Regions from separate parts of the Rattus norvegicus genome. Here region 2 is linked to region 1. A link is a contact called in public Hi-C data. All regions are on one chromosome and are shown on one strand. The core of a region is the stretch at or near the end of the contact, and the rest is flanking DNA. Distances in the headings are between cores, read along the strand shown. Region 1 holds the start of Optn (optineurin). Region 2 holds the start of Phyh (phytanoyl-CoA 2-hydroxylase).

The links. A called contact is a pair of places that touch in the nucleus more often than the background predicts.
Region 2: a contact with region 1 is called in a Hi-C map of liver, with 3 times the contacts expected there. The contact joins the promoter of Phyh here to the promoter of Optn in region 1. A contact is called at or near these places in 5 of 12 Hi-C or Micro-C datasets (the A7r5 cell line, frontal cortex, kidney and 2 more).

What each region holds. Positions count from the first base shown.
Region 1 is chr17:78,116,061-78,120,756 of GRCr8, reverse strand. It overlaps Optn (optineurin), which reads right to left and starts at 1,888. Exons shown (of 14, transcript NM_145081.4): 1 at 1,715-1,888.
Region 2 is chr17:78,253,689-78,258,384 of GRCr8, reverse strand. Phyh (phytanoyl-CoA 2-hydroxylase) reads left to right here and starts at 2,740. Exons shown (of 9, transcript NM_053674.2): 1 at 2,740-2,824. The coding sequence starts at 2,750. LOC120097916 (a long non-coding RNA gene) reads right to left here and starts at 1,755. Exons shown (of 3, transcript XR_005495811.2): 1 at 562-1,755.

The DNA.
Region 1 (4,696 bases), core at 639-3,138:
TCAGTCTATGAAATGAGTTTCAGACCAGCCAGGTAGACATAGTGAGACCCATTCTCAAGATCAAATCAAAACAAAAAGATTTTACAGGTCAGAGAGATGGCTCAGTGGGGCCACCTCTCTGTGGGCCATCTCTCGGTGCCATGAATTGGATCCATGGATCTCTCACAGACTGTCCCCCGAAGTCCACAGGAACCATGACACGGAACACCATGACATGTACATGCATGCAGGAACACTCTCTCACACAAACACACAGAAATAAGAAATATAATAAAATGAATGTAAAGGGCTTAATTTCTTTTCTTTTGGATTTTGATGTTCCGGAAAAATCCAAAGACTTCATCAACATCCTAAGTCTCTATAACAAAACTTCAGGAAAGCAGATTTGGGGATTAGTAGGTATATTTCGTGCCCAGACAACTATGTGCTACTTAAATGAGGGAGTTCAATAATAACCAACTAGGGGAAGGCAATAACCAATTCTTTTCAAGCTTATTTCAGGCTCACAAAATATAGTCTCCCTCCCTCCCTCCCTCCCTCCTCCCCCAACCCACTACGCACACTACATAATTTATAGGCCAGTTGTAAAGCTGTAGCTCCTTTCATGATGTTGCACACTACATAAAGTACTGCTCAAACCGGCTCAGCGTATACAGATTAACTACGCACACAATCCACAATGAACCTTCCCTGGCCCAATCAAATCCAAGCCGCCTCTGGCAGTGGCCTCTGCTCAGTCCAGTTCTCCCCCATTATCAGCCCTAGGGCACCTGGCTCCTAACTTCTCTCCCTAGGTCAAAGAGCAAAGTGGCTGCTTTGGGTAAAAGGGCAGCTTTGGATTTACCCAAGTGACCCAATACCGCCTTATGTCATCTTCTTGAGGTTCTCCACAAGATTTTCCATTTCAACCTTAAATACTTCAGGTATACATTCCCACACAAGAGTCCTGACAGTGCAGGCCAGATCAGGGGCTGGGTTTCAGTTTTCCTCCGAGGCCTGTTTACTGCCACCAATTTACACATTGCCTGTGGTTAAAAACTATTCCTTTAAACTTCTCAGCTTTATTAAATTCATTCTCATTATCTCACATCTGCTCCCCCCTCCGTTTCTGTCTCTGTCTCTCTCTGTCTCTCTCTGTCTGTCTGTCTCTCTGACCCACGCCCCCTCTCATGAGTGTATACACATGCATGGATATAGCACAGTTTCCCAGACAGACACGACAGTTTATGTACTCTTCTGTAAGCCTGTCACTTTGGCAAGGGGTCTAATTGTTCACTGTTCCTGGGCGACCTCATTCAGAGTACCTTCATTCCTTGCGACAGCACCTTAACCACTTCCTCCTTAAAATGAACCGACTGCTTGCTTAATCACTCTCAACCTGGGACATCACCTTCAAACCACCTCAGTGACTTCAAATGGAAGTCACCTGCGGCCAGTCAAGCCTGTGTTATACTATCCTGGTGAAAGAGGGGTGTCCTATGGGGGTGGCAGACACTCCCCACCCCCACCCCCGCCGCCCTGTTACACCAGGTCAGGGTCTACTTGGCTCTCGGAAGCCTTCCCCGGACAGCCGTCCTACAGGAGGGCCGCCCAGCTTCGTCACCCTTCCCGCGGCAGGCTCCCAGAGCCGGCGACAGCGAGAACGTCGCTGGGGAGAGTCCGCTGGGGAGAGCTGCGCTCAGCCATCCCCGCCACCCCCGGCCCGGCTCCTCACCGGCCACAGAGATCCGCTCCTCTCAGGTCACTGCTTCGTTGGCATCTTGTCCCAAAGCTCTGGATGCCGACGCCCGCCAGGGACCGGCCAGGGGGCGGCGACCGGGCAGCTGGACGGTGACGCGCGGCCTCGCGACCCGCCAGGCGCCGCTCAGCTGACCGCAGCGCCCGCTCCCGCCCTAGCCGGGGAATTTCCCAGACCACGCCCACCCGGACACGCCCCTGAAAACCACGCCCAACGCCCCGCCCCTCGGCAGCTTTTCCTGAGCCCCGCGGTTCTTCTCCGCGTTTCGTTAGGGATGGAGATCTGGCGCAAGGGAGTTGGGATGAAGCCCAAGTGTCAGAGAGGAGGAGTTAACTACAATAAACTATTTATCAGACTAAATGGGCCGAGTCGGGCTTCTCTGAAAGAGAAAGATCAGAATTACATGGGTTCTCTGAGCCCTTCAGAAGGGTCTCAGGCATCTTCAGAGCAAGGCCATCATGATCTTTCTGCCTCTCTGCTTCTGTTCCCACTCCCACCTGAGTGTGTGTTAAATCTTAGAGCTAGGCATGCCCTCCCACTGATCCTCTGTCCTCTTTTGGAAGCTTTAATTAAAAACCAAAGAGGAAAAGAAAAGAAAAACAAGCCTGCAAAATGTGCTTGAGCTCTTGTTCCCCCAGATCCATTAACATATGGCTGCATCAGATCACCCGGGCAGGTGAGACTGATGGCTGGATTCGGATCTCTCAGGAAGCAGTCTTAACTGTCATGGTGCTATACTAGACCGGAAGATGCCTCTGCCGAGACCCTAGAAGGCAAAGCTAGAAAATAATAAAGAACCGTTCTGGTTTGCATTCCCAACCCCTGGGCATCAGCAAGGTGGCATCGCAGGACGCAGATGGCATTTGATCGGAAGGATGAGCTCCCGGCAAAGCGTTGCCTTGACAACCGGACCCTGGTGAAAGGTAAGAAGGAAGAAACTGGGGCCAGCTCCTAGGCGGCTCAGAAGACAGCATGAGATCAGGTTTTGTGCTCAAGGTCAAAGCGATGGCATAACCAGGGAAGAATTTTGATGACTGAGGAAAGAGCTATAGGAGAAATAAAGAACACGTGGTTTCGATTGCCTGTGCACCTGCACACAGGTTGGAGGGAAAGGTCGGAATCCTCACCAACACAGCAGGAGACAGCCCAGCCCAGCCCATCTAATTACATAGACCGGATCACCTGCTGTCCATTCCATGACCTGGCCTCAAGTGTTAACCCTAAAACTGGGCAGAGAAGGTCTGAAAGTTGTGTCATGGGGGTGGGATGAGACAGGGACCTGTCATTTTTACGATATTCTCCACAACCAACACAGAAGACTCCTGTGAACCCTTGTCATGTCTCTTCGCCACCAACCAGTTGTATTTGCAGGGGATATGGGCCAAATGTTCTTTCATTCTACTGAGTTCTTACCTGTGGTGGCAGGTCCCACAGGTAAGAAGGCCACCCTGCAGATCTGTTTGAGCCTTCCTGGACCAACAGGAAGCCCCAGGTTGTTTTTCCCAGAGTGTCTGACCCACTCCCCTGCTGTACGATGGGTTTTACTCATTTGCCACACAGCTCACAGAACTCAAGGAAATGCTTTTGTTCACCAGCTTATTATAAAAGCATATTTTAACAAATACGTATAAACAGCTAGATGGGGAGTTATGTAAGGCAAGGTCTGGAAGTGCTCCCAAGACAGAAGATTCTGTCGCTGTGGAGTTGGGGTGTGTCCTCCTCCCTCCTTCCTAGAGGCCTCCTTTCCCCAAGTGTTTAGATATCTAGAAACTCTTGGGTGGATGACATAGTTGGTACAATGCTTGCCCAGTGTTTATGAAACTCTGGATTTGATTCCCAGCATCTTAAGAACCACATAATAGCACTTACTAGAATCCTGTATTGATAGAATGTTAGCCTCAGGAGGATCAGAAATTCAACTTGTCTTTGACTACTACTACTATTACTACTACTACTACTACTACTACTACTACTACTACTACTACTACCACCACCACTAGAGTGAGTTCAAGGCCAGTCTGATTACAAGTCCTTCTCCTCTTCCCTTTCTTCCCTTTCCCTCCCCTCTCCTCTCCTCTCTTCCCCTCTTCTCTTCCCCCCTCCTGCCCTCACAGTTAAACTGAGTTGTTATAACTTTCTCGCTTAACTATTTTAAGCCATGGTAAAGTGAAGTACTATGACAATCGGGGAAGCTGTGAGAATGCAGGGAAGAGGCCACACACTGGCTTACAGAGCCTTGAGAGGGAGGGCAGGAGAGGCAGTCTCAGGTAGAAAATGTTCTGACAATTTGCTCTTCCTGGAACATACTCTACAATCACACACACACACACACACACACACACACACACACACACACACACACACACACACACAGTCCTTAGCTACGTGATCTCCACAATGTTTATCTTTCTGTGCATCATTCTTGGGCAGTTATCCAAGATGACCACAGTGCCACACCCTGGATCAGAAGTCATCTTCTCCTGAATCTGCAAGTGATTATAAGGACTTATCTTGCAGAACCCAAACTGAAAGTGATGAACCATATCTATATTTACGTATATAATTATATACATATAAATGTAACTATAATTACATACAACTACAATTACATATACTTCTTTTCCCCAATGTCCCACTTCATAGTTTAGGATGGCTTGGAACTCACCATGAAGTTTGCTGACCTGGAACTTGCAGCAATCCTCCTGTCTCAGCCTTCCAGGTGCTTACATAGCATATTCCCAGCCCAACCTGTTGGGGCTTCTGGAGCTGTGGTGGTGGTGGCTGCTGCTTCTGCTTTGGCCCTTTTTTATCCTCACCTCCTTTCTTCTCCCCACCCCCTCCTATAGTTTCTCCTTCCACAAGGTCTCATTGTACAACCTTGGTCGGCTTGAAACTTGCTATGTAGATCAGGCTAGCCTGAAACTCACAGAGCTCTGCCTGCCTCCATCACACTCCTCT
Region 2 (4,696 bases), core at 1,491-3,990, 140 kb before region 1:
AGACGATTTCTCATTTGTATAGTGAGAGTCTCTTTCTCCCCCATCTCCTTTTCAGGGAGGGTCTTAGGCAGCCCAGGCAGCCCTCTAATTCACTTTAGCTAAGGATGACAGTGAACTGCTGATCCTTCTGCTTCTATCCCCCACCCTCACCATGTGCCAAGGTTACTGTGTGCTCCAGGACAGCAAGTTTCTGCATGCAGGACTCCATGCACACCAGCAGCTCTTCACCCCCTGAACTGTGTCCCCAGAGATTGCGAACTGAATTCTCTTAGGTGTGCATAACTCTTGAATTTAATCTGGGGTGGGTTTTTTGCTTGTTTGTTTCTACTGTGGTTAGCTGCTTAAATAGAGTTATTGGAAAAGTCATTCACATTAACTTCGGCAGTTGGGGAAAACTATTCTGAGACCATTTTAGAAGTTGACTTTTTAAAAGTTGTCTTTATCACTTCTTGGTTAGAAAACAGGTATAAGAGCTGTTTTCAAATTAGCAAAGCGGGGTTAAGGGGAGGGCTCAGTGGCTAAGAAGATATGTTACCCTTGTGGAGGACCAGACCACAGTACCTGGCACCCACGTGGTTCCTCACAAACATCCACACCTCCTACTGTCCCATCTTCTCTGGAGGATGAGGTCGGAGGATCACTTCCAGAAGTCCTGGGCCAGATTGGGCAACATGGAAATCTCAGTAGTCCGAGCAAAACAAAACAAATGGGTTGGTTTAGATGAGACAGCTTACCGCTAGGTTTCTTGCACCTCATGGGGTTCTGGGTTCTAAGCCCTGTAACTACAGGTTAGGAAACATTACACACGGGTTGGGGATTTAGCTCAATGGTAGAGCGCTTGTCTAGTAAGCGCAAAGCCCTGGGTTCAGTCCCCAGCTCCGAAAAAAAAAAAAAAAAAAAAAGAAAGAAAGAAAGAAAGAAAAAAGGAAACATTACACACACAGAGGCAGGAGAAATTCTGTCTCATATGGCATGATCTTTTGCCCTGTGCTGGCCAGTCTTATGTCAGTTTAACGCAGATTAAAGTCAGCTGACAGGAGGGAATCTCAATGGAGAAAATGCCTTCAGAAGATCCAGATGGCCTGGGTTCGGTCCCCAGCTCCAAAAAAAAGAAAAGAAAAGAAAAAGAAAAAGAAAAAGAAAAAAAAAATCCAGATGGAAGGCATTTTCTTAACTAGTGATGGATGGGGAAGGCCCAGCCCATGGTGGGTGGTGCTACCCCTGGGCTGGTGGCCGTAGGTTCTAGAAGAAAGCAGGCTGAGCAAGCCATGGGGAGCAAACCAGGAAGCAGCACCTGTCATGTCCTGTGCATCAGCTCCTGCCTCCAGGATCCTGCCCTGTTTTGAGTTCTTGTCCTGACTTCCCTTAACGAAGAACGAACAGTGCGGTAAAAATGTAAGCCGAATAAACCCTTTCCTCTCCAACTTGATCTTCTGGTCATGGTTTCATTGCAGCAATGGAAACCCTAAGACAGACCCCCAAACCGGTAATTTTCTCTGCTAGTCAGAGAAACCAGCCAATCCTCAGAGCTTTCACTTCTGCTAGAGGTGACCCGAATTCAGACGACTTTAGTTTTGTTTTCTTCCTTCTCCCTGCAGTTCCCACTGTGCACCAGGTGAGGGCAGTAAGAGGACACCTATTTCCCAAGTGGAAAAAAAGATGCAGTCAGTTCTGCTTTTAAACTGCGGGCCACGTAAGCTTGTCTCTCGCAGACAGAGCCTCCTCCCACCAGGTTACTCAGGCTGGAGGTTAGGAGTTAGCAAAGGAGTCTGCGGGCCCTGGGAGCTTCAGCTAACAGGAGTCTTGTCCCAAAGGTCAAAGCCCAAAGGGCAGGCTAATGAATGAATCTGGGCAGCCTGGCTACTAGCTTGTCTCTCCTGGACTACGGCACTCTCACCAAATTAGCTAACATGTTTATGGCAAAGCAATCTAGAAATAACTCTCTAAGATAAAGAGACCAGAGACAAAGAGATTAAGGTTATGGGCAGTGGCTGAATTTCAAAGATACCAGGAAAACAGTTTTTAACTATGTAAGAAATTTACATATTATTCTGGCTGGTGAGATACACAGAGGTTAACACATCTTGCCGAACAAACCTGACCATCCGAGTTCGATCCCCAAAACGCAGGTAGTGGATGAGACTCAATTTCCCCGAAGATTGTTTCTCTAATCTTCACAAACAAGAACGCAAACACTCTCTCTCTCTCTCTCTCTCTCTCTCTCTCTCTCTCTCTCTCTCTCTCTCGTAACATAAATTATACTAGATTGTGTGAATCATACGTCTTAAAAACTAACGGCCAAACTTTCTAATATTTTAGGATAGATTCACGCTAAATCAAATGTCTCTTTCTGAATAGCACAGATGATTTTTAATTTTTATTTGTTCGTAGTGGGAGAAAGAGTCACACAGATTAGTTGTCCACAGGTTAAAACTACCAAGTTAAAAGTGTGGCTCGGATCCCCAACTGCCTCGGGTTGCTGGGAGACGTGCTCCAGTTGCTACGTTTCGGTGCTGCAGGGAGGATCCTTGGCAGATTAGAACAAAGACACCGCGATCCGCAGCATGGACTCCTAGGCAGCCTCCCGCGTCTCCCTTCCCCCAGCTCCCCAACCCCCAGTCCGGCGTGAGAGGTTGGGGGTGGCGCTGTGTCCTGCCCTTGGACCATACTCCACCCTCTACCAGGAGGCGGGGCTTTCGATGAGTTAAGTGAAGCCCAGGCGCAGCAGCTGCGTCTGCTGGCCCCCACCATGGACTATACGCGCGCTGGTGCCCGGCTGCAGGTCCTTCTGGGACACCTTGGCCGACCCTCGGCCCTTCAGATTGTATCCTTTGGGCTGTGGGTGGGCTCACAGGCTGGAAGGAGCATCTCCACCCTGGTGGTGGCTCCAAGGGCACAAGAGAGCCTTTGCGCCTCCGTCTCTATCCGGTCTCCATTCCCCGGGGGGCCCAGGTGGAGGTCCCCACGATCGGTGACCCCTACATCCCCAGAGCCCTTGTCCAGGGCGACGGATGTGACTCTCTAGACTTAGGTGACTAGCGTGCATCCCCCCATTTTGAGCCTGTTTACCACCGTGGTTTCTTGCTGGGTGCAAAGCGGGAGGCGTAAAGAAAGAGGGGACGACGCCATCACAAGGTGAACTGCCATTTTTTCAGCTGCCTTGGCATTTTTCTGCCCTGCACCCAGAAATGCCAAGGACATTTTGCTCTGTAAACTCAAGTTCAGAGCTGCTTGCCTCTGACCAAGGCCGGCAGAGGCAGGGATCCTCCGTGGTCAGGAGGAGGCGCCAGTCGTCAAAAAGAGAAGGCCGGGGCTCAGGACTCTGCCCTGCACTTTGCAGGCCCTCTCCACCAGCCCTCGAGCTGTCACTTTCCCAGTAGCTGTGTATGCTTCCTCCTCCTGGGTCTAGGTGTCCCAGGTCTCCCGAGGACTTAACTGGCTTCTGGAAGGGACTTGGTTCCCTTGGCCTACCTAGTTCCTTCAGAAGCGAGGGCCTGGTGATAAATGCGTGTGATTCCACTGGGAGGTACAGACTTGAGGATCTTAATGGCCAGACAGCCTAGCCCAAAGTGACAGACTGTTTCAAAAGCAAAACAAACCACTAAACCAAAGCTTGCAAGCAGTTTTGCACATGCACACACACACACACACACACACACACACACACACACACACACACGTTCTCAGGGGGTAGGAGGAAATATCGAACCATTGGCTGCTCAGTCCAGGCTCCTGGCCCAGGAAATTGCTAACGGTTTTGGATCATCGGTGCCCGGCATTTCTGAGGCCGATCAAAGCAGCTCTTTCTTTGATCTTCCCTCTCATTCTGCCTGCGGGGCTTTTGGTTTATAAGCAGCCATGACCAGGCCCACCTCAAACTTAAACTCTTATCTACAAGTCAATAATGTAACTTCATTTTACACTGAGAAACTGATGGGAGAAATAGCCTGATTCAGTGCATTGAACTAAAGCAGTGGTTAGACCTGCAGATCATGTAGAGGTGGGAAATCACACTGTATTTCCTCTTGGCAACTGGATGCTTGCTACATTTTGAGAACTTTGGACACACTGGCACTAGATACATTTGGACTGAAATTTGTTCAGTCTCTTGCTACTCTGTTGGGTTCGTTGGTTCCTTGATTTGTGAGACAATCTTACCATGCATGCATCTCTGACTGGCTGGAATTTGCTATATAGACTGGGTTGGCTTGGGACTCAGAGATCTACCACCTCTGCCTTTCAAGTGCTGGGATTAAAAGTGTACCCTTTTAACTTGAATCCATTTTCAATTTAAATGGCCAGATGTAGCTAGCAGCTGGTATTGGGTATTAGCCGTGCTGGCCAAGAACCATAGGGAATATATTACTAAGTAGAGTTCTAGGAATTGTGGCAGTGTCTTCCCCAGCCTTGATTTACTTCTAAGCAATGTGGATTAGGGCGTAAAGAATGCTTTGTAGTTATGTAATTGGGATCACACTGTATCAAGCTTCCCGTGTGTCTCTTTTCCCTTTACCCGCCCCCCATCTCTGTCATACATCTCAACATCGTTTAACATTTCTCCAACAACAACAGAGACAGTGGAGAGGGCCGAGGAGACCAGCTTGGAGCACTGAGGTCTCTATGTCCTTGCGGCAACATTATGCCGGGAAAGTTGAACAAGAGTGGGAATTGTGGGGCTGGAGAGATGGCTCAGCAG